Regions from separate parts of the Mus musculus genome. Here region 2 is linked to region 1. A link is a contact called in public Hi-C data. All regions are on one chromosome and are shown on one strand. Each heading gives the region's core, a stretch centred on a gene start, on an enhancer-like site or on the middle of the called end of the contact. The rest is flanking DNA. Distances are from core to core; before and after follow the strand shown.

Region 1 (7,702 bases), core at 4,426-6,925:
GCCACGTCTTGGACTTCTCTTGGTTGTCCTCAGATCTGCATCCTGGCTCAAGTTGCTCACCACCTGACATGACCTCTTCTCTGCCCAGCCCAATGTATCTAGCCAAGACCAAATCACAATTAACCTACTGTAACACATCACCCACTAAACTCACTCTGGCAAGAACCTTCTGACCAAAGCTTTTGTTATTAATTGCACACTGTACTCCTACCACCTTTCATGGGCAGATTTCTCAAAGTTAATGTAAATATCAATTTCTCCATGCTACAATCAGAAGCTTCAGAATATTTATCTGACTGTGGCATATCGACTGTGCATGTATCACATACTTCTCATCTAATCTAAAATTATTTTAGGTGATTATTTACTTTCTAATAATATAAAATAGCAAGGAATGAATAGAGATACTACTTCAGAATCTAATACATTTCAAATATGAGCAAAATTATCCCTGTATCTTATACAATTATTTCTCAGTTATTCATACATTTGCCCATTGCAGTGTCTGATCACAGTTAGTACTGCCTTTTGTGATTTCTTTAGAATTTTAATTAAGGTTATCACAATTGGCACACCTCTCAGACATGTACCGTTTACTTTTTACAACCTGATTCTGTAGCCCCCTTGTGCATTCCAGAACTTATGGATTCAGCAAGAAAACAGAACTACTCCTAGTGATGTATTCGTAGCAGATTGTCATGCAAATGTGAACAAACTAGAACACCCCCCCCAAAAAAAAGCATTTGAAGCGTGATTTGTGCTCTGAAATGCTGTGTCTGAACTCCAGGCCATTTCTGAATGGCTGGGAGGTGGCTTTACTTATTCATTTATTTTTTATCACCCATACAAGATTCAGATATCAGATATCATAGATATTCTCAGTGTCTCCTCCTCACTGCCTACCTTTGCAAAGTGGATGTGTCTTAAGGTGTGGGCTGAATGTCCCATGAACACATAAGACTTCCTGACAGATTTATTTTGTAATTTATTCTGCTCAGTGTTTGTGGTTTTGTTGGATCCAGCATGTATTGCTGCTATTGAAATCCCAAATGTCTCCTCAGAGAGTCTCCACCCCATTAAGAGCCCCTAAGAGAATCTCAAGGCTGTAGTATCACATTTTGATGTTAATTACCACAGGTTAGAGGTGAGCTAGGAGCCCTTAGGATTCCAAGGCAGACCAGTGGTAACCAAGTATGACTTACTTCAGATGCCTGTATGTATGTCTCTGTCCCCACTCTCTGTACGGGGTGCTTGGTTGAAAAAAACCATTATCATTGGAAAATGAAATGATGTAGAGAAACAGACTAATGTAAGCCCGTCCGCCCTCTATAAAAGAATCACCACAAATACCCACCACCAACTGTTAGCTTTTTGACTCTGACAAAGCCTCTAGCTGCTACTGTAGCAGGTGACAGATGGTTGTAATATGTCAGTTAGCCCAGCAACTCAGGGCCCTGCACACAGCATATATAGCTGGGAATATAAAGGAATTAACATCTATCCTGTCTCTGAGCCTACCACAGTACCAGGCACACTGACACGTAAGGAAATCCTAACCCGAAGAATTACCTGGTCAATGACCTCTTCTATTGATGAAGTACGTCTACATTCTACCTTCTACTCAGATGTTTTAAATCCTTGTTTCTGACAAGGATCTAAATTTGAAGGGTGTACAAATGAACTTGAACTGCATCTGGTCCCTGTGCAGGGTTAAACAGGGAAATGCCACACTACCAGGGGAAGCCCTGGCAAGATCCAGGAGTATGGATTATAGAATCAGCTTTGTCTTTGCTATTTGTAGGCACCACATAGCTCTGTAAAGCCTGTCTTGTCTGACAGCTTTAGCTTAATCCTCTTGGAAGCAGCAGTGGGTAGAAGTTGGGAGAATTAGCTTTTGTCCTAGCCCAGCTAATAATGTGACCTTGGTCGTGCTGTCTACCCCACAGTCTTCTAGATTCCATGAGCATGCACTAAAGAAGGTCTTCCAATGCCTGAGCCCCAGTAAAAATTGTGTTCACCTATGGAATGCCACCAGAATGCTTAACATCGCCATCAATCCACCGTAATGGACTGTGTTTTCTCTTAGCAAATAATAGACCTTACAGTCTATGGATCAAAAATATTTCTCTGCAATACAGGCAGGATTCGCAAGGGATGTACTTCATTTCTGTTGTGCAGCGATGTTTTCTGTCATGGCAGTAATTATTGGATTTAAGAAACTACATTTTTCAAAGGCGCAAGTGTTGATGACTTTCCCTCTTTGGCTTTTCCTAATTTATTGCCAGCCATCACAACGAGTCTTCATTTCATTAATAAAAGAACATTATTGTGCGTTTTGCCTTTTAGTCCATCCATTATTCATGCTACCTAGGAGGCTGGGGCATTAATCTCAGGAACCCGCTCCTTGCTAACCCTCACTCTGTAGGGACTAAGTTATAATTTGCTTGCCATTAAAATTAAACTAACAAATCGATCCTGGTATCCCTCTTCGTTTCATTGTGTTTATTGTCATGGTTAGTGCGGTTCTATTTTGTTTGGCTGTTGTGTCGTTTGGGGGCCTTGCCAGAGTTCCTGGAGACACAGTGTGGATTTTCACGAGAGTAAAAGTCACCCTTAAAATGGCAAAAAAGAGGCTTGCACCAGGATAGAACCAGTCTTCCATGTGACTTCCTCAAGGTGACTCTCTGAGATATCATGGCCTGCTTTCCTGGGAAGGCTGACTGTGTGCTTCTATGCTAGCTATCTTGATCCGACACAGGACTTTGAGATTAAATGTTTAAAAGGGTCTCAACCAGCCTGGCTCTGTCACCTTCCTAGCCTCCAGCGGAGTTACAGTGGTGGCCCTTGCAGGGTGTTAGTATCAGGCTTCCGGAGGCTGAATATACTTCCTTCATCTGCTCTGCAGCCCCTGGTTTCCTTATGGAAGAGAAACTGAACAGCCAGGTGGCTGCCCCTCATCATAGTAGTGAGCCAGTCAATCCCCACAGGCAGGGCTTAGCCTAGGCAAATCTGTAAAAATTTAAAAACATAAACTAAGTCTCACAGCTGTGTCACAGGCTGGGTGGTTTTACTGCAAGTACAATTTTAGCTGAGCCAAAAGGCTTATTTATTCCTGGGTTGTTAAAAATGAAAACCTACAGACTATCTTAGATGTTGTCTGGTTACCCCAACTCTTCCTTTTATATAACCATGGGCGGGGGGCGGGGGGGAACAACACACATTCAACCTCAAAATTTCTTCTTTTGAGTTCAACTATTCACTTTTACTTTGGCAAAAATACCACTTTAAATAAGTCCCATCCTTATTCTCATGAAATTTGCATTTTTAATAGATGGTGCTCTTAATTTAGAACTAGCCTTCACCCTTAAACACAGGGGTGAGGAAACTTTGCAACAGGCCAAATAGGCAAGTTTTGGGTTTCAGGCTATGGTTCTCTGATACAGCTTATCACAATAGGGCGTAAGGAGCCACAGACAACATGACAATGAGTGGATGTAGCTGTATTCTAATAAAACTTTAAAATTAAAACAGGAAGAAGGCTAGGCTCCACTCATGTGTTGCAGCATGCAAATCCTCTTCTCAAGGACAACATTTTAAACATCACTGAGGCTTTTTAAAAAAAAGTTTAAAAGAAGGACAGTGAAGTACAAATAGCTACCAAAGAGTATTTAGCAGATACTGAATTGTCCAGAACCCCAGAGAAAGGAATAGACTCTCTTTTCAATTCATACCACTTGGGAGAGGACTTAGGCTTCGTGGTTTTCTCTTATTTCTAGATACATGTTGAAGTTACAGAAAGGCATATATATGATGTTGAAATTCTCTCACAAGAGGCTTCTGAAAACCAAATGAAACAAAATCAAAAGGAAACAGCCAGCGGTGTGGCTGGGTGAAATATGCCCAGGTGGTTCTCCTGTGCTTCATTTATATATTTTTAACTTATTATTATTTTTTTTCTTGAGGCAAGGTTTACTGTAGAGTCCTGGCTGGTCTGGATTTTGCTACATAGACCAAACTGGACCCAAACTCATAGCGATCCACCTGCCTCTGCCTCTCACGTGCTGGGATCAAAGGCATGTACTACCACTCTCAGCTATTCCTGACTTTTTTTGCCACAGCAATAGCTATCAAGTGCTCTGGGGTTTCTGAACCTGGCCTGAGCCATCACTCAGGGGACATTAAGGGACAACTGCTGGACCCAATGCTCACTGTCCTCTGGAAGCCAAAAGTGTCACCAAAGTTTGACTGGTTTTGAAATTTGTCTGTGACTTGCTGGATGCTCTAAACTCACCCCCCCCACCCCACCCCCACCCCCCTTGTTACAGAAGAAGCCAGGGGTTGCGATGGGAGCTAGAAGGAGCGGTCAATCCCATGCTATCTGCTTGCCTCTGGCAGCCTCTGGCACTCAGCACAAGGTCAAAGCAACTGGCCACAAAGCAGGCCTCCTTGGGCAGAGATCTCAGTGTGCTGAGGGCACTATCTGGCTTCAATAGGGACACCTCTTTCAAACTGCACCCAGCAAGATACACTTAATAGACTCCGTTCCTTTTAACAGCCAAGCATGACGGCATTTAATAGCCTCCCAAAGCCAGCGCCTGGCTGCCAGGGTTTGCCTCATTACTCACTGTTTCAGGAGGGGCTTGAAACCAGTATGCACATTTTAGTCATGTCATGCCTGGGAACCCAACCAGTTTTGTCCTGTTTCACCTCCATGCTTCATCCTATTTAGCATTTTCAAAGGACTGGCCTCCTGTGTTTGTTTGTTTGTTTGGCTGGTTCTGTTTTTATTAACCAAGTTAGTTCATTTTGGTCACGGTCCTGATGGTCTGCATATACTTCAGATGCAGAAGTCTCTTCTGCGTGTTCTCGGCCATGATATGGGCCACGGGGGACATCTGCACTTGAGAGAGGTAGAAATGATGCAACTAGACCCACTTTGGCAGCGGGGAGGGAGGTTTAGAGCAGGGTGTGTTTTCTTGTGACTTGCAGCAGGGAGAAGCAATGTTTCAGGCCTCAGGGGGCATGGAATAGCCCAGCGAGCTTGTGGGCTTGGGCTTTGGGTGGTAAGGCCTCCTGGATAAATGGGCCAGCCAGAAAATGCAGCCCTGGCTGTAGGTAGAAAGCAGAGTTGCTGAGAAAGAATCAGGGGCATGAAAAAGAGAAAGAAGAAAATGGACACCCCCCCTCCATCCCATCATGTCTCCATGATCGATAAAATGTCTATTAAGAAGTCCTCACTGATTTGGGGCACTGCAAGGAGCCGGTTTTAGCAGCTGACACCCTCATGTGAGATACTTTGTAAGTGCAAGTGGGACCCAGGAGTACTCTGCCCAGAACAGTGTGAACAGCCACAAGCACTTACAAACACAAGCGCTGGGACTGGGGTCCTCTGCCGTCAACGATTGTTTATATTGAGGAGTTGGCCTGCCACTGTGGGTAAATGAATGCTCCCACTTCCGTGGAGATAAAAGGGAAGCATTTGTGATCAGCGAGGAGAGCGTGTTCATTCTGGGGCTAAATGGCATTATAAAACTTCCTAATTAAGCATAGACGGCAATGAGATTTTAGTGTCATGTCTCCAGTTTAGCTTTACATACTGTGTACGCTGTTTAGTGCAGCAGTAACTATAAACATTGTTGTTACTGCCCCCAGCTGGAAAGCAGAGCGGTTTATGTGTGGAAGAAGAAAGAGATAATCTCCCATCTGCTCCCGCCCGTTACTCAGGGATGTGTCATTTTGTCTGCCGATGGGGACTGTCGCTAGGCTTGCAGTTAGTCTTTTTAATACTGGATCACGTGTATTAATTATTGTGTTTACTTGACACTTTGCTTCTACCCTTAATTCTATAAGTTTTGTAATTCCTCAGAATGTTCCTTTTTCTGAGATTAGATGAATTTATGGATGCTTTAAAAAAAAAAAACAAAAAGAATACAAATAAGTCCAGATGTAATTAGACACACTTGAGGCCTGTTTTTCACCATCTATCAATTCTACATGTAGACGTCTGGCTGATCCGCCCCAGGACAGGACACACAGGGTAAGAAAGGCTGCATCCACCACTACGGCTCGATTTGCATAAAGTATGAAAGGGAGCAAGGCTAATCACCACAGGTAGACTTCTGCTTAGCCTTTGCCCCTGGCACAAAGCCACACTCCGGAAAGGCCCTGAAAGGGCACTGGAAAGGGCACTGAGTGTGCACAGCATGGGCGGTCCACTGGGGAGATCAGCATTTGTGAACTGTGTACCCTGCTGCACTCTCTTCAGTGCTGGAAAGTCAAAAGCTGGGTCTGTGTGCAGGCGAATCATAATTAACTCCCCCTCCCCCAGAGCTAATTTGCTTAGGTAAATGAAACACTAGATGTGGGATCCCCTCCCTTGGACCAATCCTGAAGGCACAAAGATCCCTTTCTGGGAAATCCTCTCACCGAGCCAGGGTGTTTTCCTATTATAAGCAGACCTAGAAACGATCATGACTTTGATCATGATTTTGGTTATTTGTCTGAATATTCTGCTTTTCTAAGCCCTTTGTTTTGAGACCCTAATTATAAAAAATAATTAGGAGCAATAATCAAAGGGGAAATGTATATGTATTATAATATATAAAGTATATATGTATCTATATACACATGAACATATATATATATATAATTTTTTTGTGGTAAAACTTGGCAGTCTGATCCATGAAATGGTGTCAGGCAGATACTGTGCTGCGCCAACCAACAGACTCTATTATTTGAAAAACAAATGCCAAAGCTCGGGGTGCTTTTTCCTTGGTGAGTGCTATAACATGGAGCTTTTACCTGGAGATCATTTTGGAGACATTAAGGTGAAGAGAAGTTCCCTAGAACTTCTCAGAGTTCATGTCTCAAACCATCGCAAGCCATCACGCTTGTGGGTAACTCTAGAGAGATACACACACAATGCCCCTGGCAGGAGACGCCAGCGCCATTGACTGGAATCGGAAACGAGGGGACAGAATTCATAAGCTGGTTAAACAAAGTCACACTTCCCATCGACCCCCTTGCTCAAGCAGAGAAGCCAACTAAAGAATCTGACAGTTACAAAATTCAGAAAGTAAATTCATGCAGGAGCTAGTACATAGAGGGAGGGGGAAGGGAACGGTAAAACAGAAACAAAACGAAAAGGTGGAGAACTTGAAAACACAAGCTTACTGACACACACAATGCATTCTGTAGCCCGCTGTATTGGGAGGCATTTCTACTGCTAAGGTGTAAATGCATTGTCTCACCGTCTGAGAAGGTTAAGGCTGGGCTGGGTAACTTTAAAATGACAGTATATACTTCTATAGAACACACACTGAAGTGCTGCTGTAGTTCCATTTATTACAGGGCAGGAGAGCACTGGAAACATCATTGCTGCAATCAGCAACAACAGGCAAAGGCTTTGGCATCAGCACGGAATATACTGTCCTTTTAACCGTAAGGGGAAATCGATACTGAGCATGTGCGATGGAAAGAAAGCCGGCAAATGTCAGTGTGAAGAATGGGTGAAAAAAAGGAATGAGGGGGTGTGGCATCTCAATCAAGATTAAAATGAAACCGATAAAGCAGCATATGGACTGGGTAACAAATCAAAAACATGTTTATCCACTGAAGGAACTGGTAAATGGAGACTGCCAGCACGTTGCCATGGAAACACTGACTGTTGAGCTGCACCATCTCATACCTTATCCAATACATT
Region 2 (7,046 bases), core at 2,781-5,280, 1.2 Mb before region 1:
TGTCCCACGATGGTCACAATCTACATTAATACACCCATTCTACTCTTTGTGTGTATGTGTGCATGTGTACATGTATGTGTGTGCGCATGTGTGTGCCCTTTAGCTTTTTGCAGCTAAAAATTAGCTTTATCTAGTGTAAAACAATGCTCTGACTTATCTTAAGTACTACCTCTACCATTTATCTTTTCGTTGCTTGCCTATTTTATTTATTATTTATTTTTATTTATGTATTAGTGATACTAGGAAATAAACCCAAGGCCTTATGAGTCACAGGCAAATAGTTTAGCACTGAGAAATAGCCCTTGCCCATCCTTGATATTTCATTTGAAGTCTTACTAAGTTACCCAGGCTGCCCTTGAATTCACTCTGCAGTTTAGATGGGCCACTGTCTTGTAATCCTCCTGTCTCAGACTACTGAATAGGTAGGATTGGAGGCCTGTACCACCATGCCTAGCCTCATCTTCATTCAAACACAGCACAATGAATACCAATAATTTATATAAAGTATAAACACAGTGAGATATCCACATAGATTTGTTTTATTGTTTGTATCATGACTTGCCCTTTAGCATAAGGATTGGTTCCTTATTTCTAAATTTATTGTCTTGGCCCTTAAAACTGCAGGCATGATCATATTTAATATCCCTCTATTCTTTTGTTGTTCACCATCTTCAATCATCAGAAATATCCGGTAACTTACAAATGCAAATTTCCAGACCTCACCCCAGACCCACAGCATTAGAAACTTTTAGGTGAGGTCCAGGACTAGGCATCCTGTCTCTGGTTCTCAGGCAGACTAAAGTCTGAACACTGCATGGCTTCCCTTTATGCAGTGGAACAGCCTCTTTGTTTCCCACTCACCATTGTAGTCCAAGTCCCTTCAGAGACATGGAACACCCTCTCCCTTGATATAACTTGACACAGAGTGGCAGTACCACAATTAACTGGTGTTCAGTTCAAAGTCATCGGCTGCTATTGAAATTGAGTACCGTTATTTTCCAAGGATAGTATTAGCTTCTTGCTGGGTGCTTGCCTGTTCCTAATGAGTACCTTTGATCTTGCCCATATCCCCCATTAAAATCTTTCAAGTTAAAAAGTTCTGATTATGCCATCTGTTACTTGTCAGCAGTCTGACAGACAGACACGGTGTTATATGACTATTTATTTCTGTGAGGAATCATACAAAGGGGTGGTACAAAGGGGGAAAATGTTAGTGGTGTACTTTAGGGCTTTGGTTATTTGACAGTAAAAAAAAATCTTTCTACACTTTTGCAAAGAAATAGCTGGGCATATTGTCTACATTTTTGGTGTCAGAACTGTATTAAGAAGTCCTTTATGCATATACCTCCTATTTAACTTTAATCACCATCTTGAGGTTTTCATTATTTCAATTTTGCTGGAAATCAAGGTTCTGAACAGCTATAGCATGCATCAGGTCATATGACAAATGCAGAGTTCTTAACCATCACATAGACCTCAACACTGTCCCTTTTGTACAGGGTGTACACACCTGTACAAAAGGGACAATATTGAGGTCCACCCTACCTGAATTGTGGCACAGGGATGCAGTTACTGGTCAGATCATAAATACAGAGGGAGAAAGAAGTGATTAAAGGTACTGGGAACAAAGCAGGCATCCAGCCTGTGAATAGGATGCCTGAAAGCTGATGTCACTAGTCTGTAACAAAAGTGTATGATTTTTTTAAACAGTGTACTAGAAAGGGCCAGGGCTGTATCTCAATGGCAGATCACCTGCTCAGTATGTGCAAGGCCCTGAGGTCCATTGTTAGCACCATACTGAAGAGAAATCATGTTGAACAAACAGAGAAAATTTTGTATTCATTGGAATCATCCACACAAGTATCATTATATGGACTCAACTGGTTATATTTAGGAATATATATTTATATACAAATACATGCATGGGTACAATGACAATTTATGAGAAAAGAGGTTATAAAATTGAAGTGGAGAGGAATATATTGGAGGTCTTGGAAAAGGGGGGAAAGGAAGAAATGTAATTAAAATCCAATCTCAAAAAAGGATGGAATACAAGAAGAAAATTAGATCATATTGCAAATAATTTTCTACCCAAAAGACAACTGGATATGATAAATATAAAGAGAGTCTGGTTAACAAATAGAAAGTGAAAAATTAAACTAACTTGTCAGTTCTATTAGCTATGGGCTTCCCGGTCTCATCACATTCTTGGATACGGGGCCAGCTATTAATAGATATTCCCTGACATCTTGACCAGGGAAGTAGTGATGGACAGGGCTGCACATTAATCTTTGTCACACTCACCAACCACATGTATCAACTTCCTTAGAGTACAGGTATCAGTGTTTAAAAATGACTACCAAGGATCAAAAATTTAGGGTAACCACATTGTGCCCCAGCATTCTATGATCAGCAACAATCTGAATCAATTCCTGTTGGTGAATGGATTGCATATGCAGATTAAAGAGCCTCATCTGAAATTTTTGGACCAGGAACTACTTCTGAAGATGGAGTTTTCTGGATTTGGGGAATATTTGTAAGAGTTTTATATGTTTAGCACTTTCCTCCAAAAAGAGTAAAAGCCAATAGACTTTTAACAAATAAAAAGTGAAAAATTGAACTAACTTGTCAGTTCTATTAGCTATAGGCTTCCCCGGTCTCCTCAGATTCTTGGCTAGTGGGCCAGCTATTAATACATTTGCCCCAATATATAGTTTTTTAAGCATGAAGTCAATGCACAAGTTCTCAGATTTCAGAACGTTGTAGAGTTCAGTTTTGAATGAGAAAAATCTCAACTTGTGTCAAATAAATAGGTGTCTATTGAATAAGGGGATAGTGGTTTTAACCAGCTTGAAATATGATATTCTTGAACATAGATGATTAAAGTCATAGATGACTAAGATGCTGGTAACACTGCCATCCCATATCATGCTCCAGGCTGAGCATGATATGATAGAAGGCTCCTTGGAGCAAGACAGTCAGAAAATTCACAAGTAATCTCTCAATTCGTGGTATACATCGCACCACGAAGGACGTGTGCAAATAAGGATGAAAAGTAATAGGATTGTCAAGGACATCTAAGAAAGAACCATTTGTTCACAAACCAGGACTGAAACTAAAATTCAAAATGATTATTCAAAAAAAAAAAAAGAGTAAGGCCTTTTGAGTCCTGTAATCATTAGTTTTTGTCAATGTGACACAAACTAGAGTCACCTTATAAGAGAAAACTTCATTGAGGAACCACCATCAGATTGGTATGTGGATGGAGGAGGGCCAGCCCACTGTTGGCAATGCCACCCCTAGGCAGGTCATCCTTGGTGCATAAAGAAGTAGGTTGACCAAGCCAGAGGAAGCAAGCCAGTGAGGCCCCTCCATGGCTCCTCCATGGCCCCTCCATGGCCTCTGCTTCAGTTCTTGCCTCCAAGTTCCTGCCTGAACTCCTTTTTATGACGACCTATAAGCTGTAAGATAAAATAAACTATTTCCTTCCCAAGTTGTTTTTGGTCATGGTGTTTATTACAACTATAGAAAGCAATTTAGGGCAAACGAAAAGAGCATCTAGACAAAATTTGAGGTGGTGAGGCTCTCTGTCTCTGTGTGTTTATCCAGTGTCTAGTGAGGAGCTAGAGGAAGGAGATGGACCTGAAATATAGACTGTACATTTCATACCATGAAAGGACCAAGATAATGACTGGCTTACCAGTTCTGTAGTTCTATGATTCTGTCGTATACCTTGTGTTAGGGAGGAGGTAGCAAGAGAAGGAAAGGGAGGAACCTTACCATCTTTGCTGGAGCACAGATCCAGCTCTTGGCAAGCTGTTCAGGGAGCCGTGCAGTCACCATGTTGGCAAGCTTGGCCTCCCTTGACTTTATAATCAAACGGTTTATGGTCAAGGATTTCCAAAGGAGATTAAAATGGAAGCACCACTGAAATCAGTTTGGGCTGCTTTTCTCTGCAGTACTTAGGAAGAAGAGCCCCATTGGACTTGGCAGACAAAGCCAGAAATACTGTTTGGCCTAGATTTAGGAAGGGCTGCCAGGTAGAGAGGAGATTTCAATTGCTTTGTAGCCAAATTGGTAATTAAAGTGCCTGGATCCTGGAGACACATGGTGAAAAGCCCTGTGACATCATCGTAGTGGATGTCAGTGAGATTAATGAGCTCTGAAGCCAGTACTTCATCTCTGGAAAACACACATGCTTTATGAACTACTCCCCATGAACACAGATCAAATGCCACAGACTGATAAAGTGCTGTTCATTGAAATCAGAAATTGGTAACCATTTGATAGTTTCTTTGGGCCCGTTTAGTCCTTAAGAGCTCAAAAAATGGGGTGGGTGGGTATGGACCCCAATGTCCTACATCATCTGAGAAGTAGAGATGAAACATGCAAATACATTTTTCTTGCTGATTTTTTCTGAGTCCAATGTTAGCAGAGTGAATCTGGGCAGTTTCCTCTCCCCATGGCTAGCTGGGCTATAGTAGAGGCAGACCCAGAAGGAAACACAGAGGTAATGCTTTGGGTAAATGAATTGAAATGATCCTGAGTGTCACAAACTCCAGAGACTGAGCACTTTCTCCATGGCTTGTTTTAATTGAAACTGATGGAGCTGCAGAGCTGACAGCATTTCACATCAATCATCATAGGTCATACTCTTTCAAGGGCAATCACAACATTAATATAACAAGCAGGAAGTGAAATAATTAAAATTTAGCACATTGCCATATTGAAGTTTCCAAAATTAGTCTAAAGCACCTTTGCTCAGTTCAAATAAGCTAGCGTAGCAATACACAGAAAGAGGCACCTTGTTCCATTACATCAGCTATTCACACATGAAAAAAAAAGATTCTGTCTTTTCCTAATGGTAATATTGCTTACATTTAAATCTTCTCATTTCTAGTGATGATAATTTTTTTATGTTTTACCTGCCTCTCAACAAAATGTGTGGTCCATAGGATTACCAGATAGAAAAATTACAAAGAACTGGGAGTGTCAGGGAGAAAAATTATTCCCTTATGACCCTGGGAAGGTAAGTTCAGCCTAGAGAGTGTACACACCTGCATATGCTGGAGAGAAATCCACAGTGATGCCCTTCCCATCTCAATATATCTGGGTAGAAAGTAACAACATATCCAGGCTCAGCCTATGCTGAACCACAGGGGTAGGATCTGTAGCAGCATTAAATAGATCACTTTCCCCGAGGAAGTACATCTGATGCTTACAAAAGATAATAAGGAAAAAAGCTTGTTTGAATAATGAACAGTCCCCTGCACAGACAGCAATAGTTTTCAGGGAACCATATGCCAAAGTAATGAGACTGGGAGACCTTGATCTCAAAGCACAAAAATAGCAATAGTGTGGCAATAGCAGTGGCTCATCTAACCAAGACAATGAGCAAGACGCCAAATCCTCAGATAAAAGCTGACTCTATAAAATGGTAGTCTATCTTTAGTGTAAATTTCTAATCTCTCTTTACATGGGGGGCGGGGTCATTTCACTTTCCATATAGAAATCCTATAGAGAGCTTCAAAACTATTAATGTCTTAAGAGGAAAAGAGGTAATGAGTTCCTCATATCTGCAAAGAATAAGTTGAGTAGATCATTCCCCTTGGACATAACAGGATCAGTAAGAGAGATCCCAAAATGGAACATCTAAGGGAGACATTTCAGACTCTGGACAGGAGTACTCGCAGAGAACAGGGAAATGTCCACCATGTCTCATGTCATAACAACCATTATAATCCTCATACTTTCCTATACAGAGTACATCCTGGAAGGGCACCATTCAAGCATATAGAGGTGTGTCCTGAATAGAGAGTTCCTCATGGGTTTGGCCAACTTCATGTGATGGAGGGAGTGAGAATAAATGTGAGGTAAGAAGAACTGCTGATTATAATCAAGTCTCGCAGAATTCCCTGACTAATGAGAAGGCCAACCAGTCATGACCTGAAAAATAGCTACATGTAGAAAAGAGTCCATTTGACATTTTGTAGGAAATGTTACTCCTGTGCATTATAGTAAACTTTTTGGTTAAGATAAGAGACCGAGAGTGGAAGACAATCCCCCTGGAACTTCATGAATACACCCTAAGCAATACTAATGCCTGTGCCTTCAACTGAAACATTGATAGGTTAAACTCCTCTCTAAACCCTGCCTTGCTCTTTCCAAAATCTTTAACTACATTAAGTCGAAGAAAGCTGAATGAACTCAGATGAAGAGGGTAGAAATGGAAAGTAGAGGCAGAGGGGAGAAAGTGGGAAATGAAAATAAAGGTTTGAAAAAGGGAAGAAGAGAGTGAGAAAGGGATGGTGGAGAAGGAAGTAGTGGAGAGAGGAAATAAGGGGAAAAAATAACAGAAGTGTCATTTCTTACAGCCTACTCTTAGGGTAACCGATAGGATACTCAATAACACAAACGAAACTACAGCTTTAACCATTAGGTTCCAAAAGTTACTACCTTAGGTTTAATGAAAGATCTAGCAAATTCCCACCCCTCAGGAGAGTATAAAATGTCCCATTTATAAATCACCCTAGTGCTACAAGTTTTATTTTGGTTTAGATCAGGTATAATTTTCATAATTTTGTCATCAAGCATAATTAGAGAAATAATGTAATTGTGGAGTATGTAGCATGGGAGAAATATAACTATTTGGACTCCCCGGAAATGAGCTCTTCACAAGGCAGCAGCAACTTGAAGGACTGTTAGGAGATCGTGCATCACACTCCTCTGATTTAGGGGATCAGCCATCTGTGTGAGCTGAATCCAAGCCAGTATTTAGAGACCCAGGAAGCTAAACATAAAAACAAGGAATGCAGTCCCTAGAACATACCTAGTTCCTTGATGGGCAAAGGTAACTGCATACGTTGTTAAGGTTGTATTTAATGGAAACTGAAGACAAGTGGCAAACAATGAATTAGTAACAAGGGAGGTAACATATTCTGAAGAACCAGGTCTAATGTATGCATCAAAGGAAGTATTTGACCAAATCCACTCATTACACTTCATGTTCTAGACCAATCTGGACCGGAGGTAGAACCTGATGCCCA

What was found. A called contact is a pair of places that touch in the nucleus more often than the background predicts.
Region 2: a Hi-C map of cerebellum shows a contact between it and region 1, with 2.5 times the contacts expected there. The contact joins two enhancer-like sites. A contact is called at or near these places in 3 of 484 Hi-C or Micro-C datasets (the N1E-115 cell line, cardiomyocytes and cerebellum).

What each region holds. Positions count from the first base shown.
Region 1 is chr3:55,521,909-55,529,610 of GRCm38.p6, reverse strand. All of the region lies in intron 16 of Dclk1 (doublecortin-like kinase 1), which reads right to left. Among named protein-coding and RNA genes, the nearest start is that of Gm31796, 18 kb to the left of the region's middle. Within about 2 kb of position 5,675, at least 30 of the 459 cell types and tissues checked have an H3K27ac peak or open chromatin away from gene starts, as enhancers often do. A contact at or near this core is called in cerebellum, where this site is marked.
Region 2 is chr3:56,764,270-56,771,315 of GRCm38.p6, reverse strand. No RefSeq gene overlaps it. Among named protein-coding and RNA genes, the nearest start is that of Gm32237, 69 kb to the right of the region's middle. Within about 2 kb of position 4,030, at least 1 of the 459 cell types and tissues checked has an H3K27ac peak or open chromatin away from gene starts, as enhancers often do. A contact at or near this core is called in cerebellum, where this site is marked.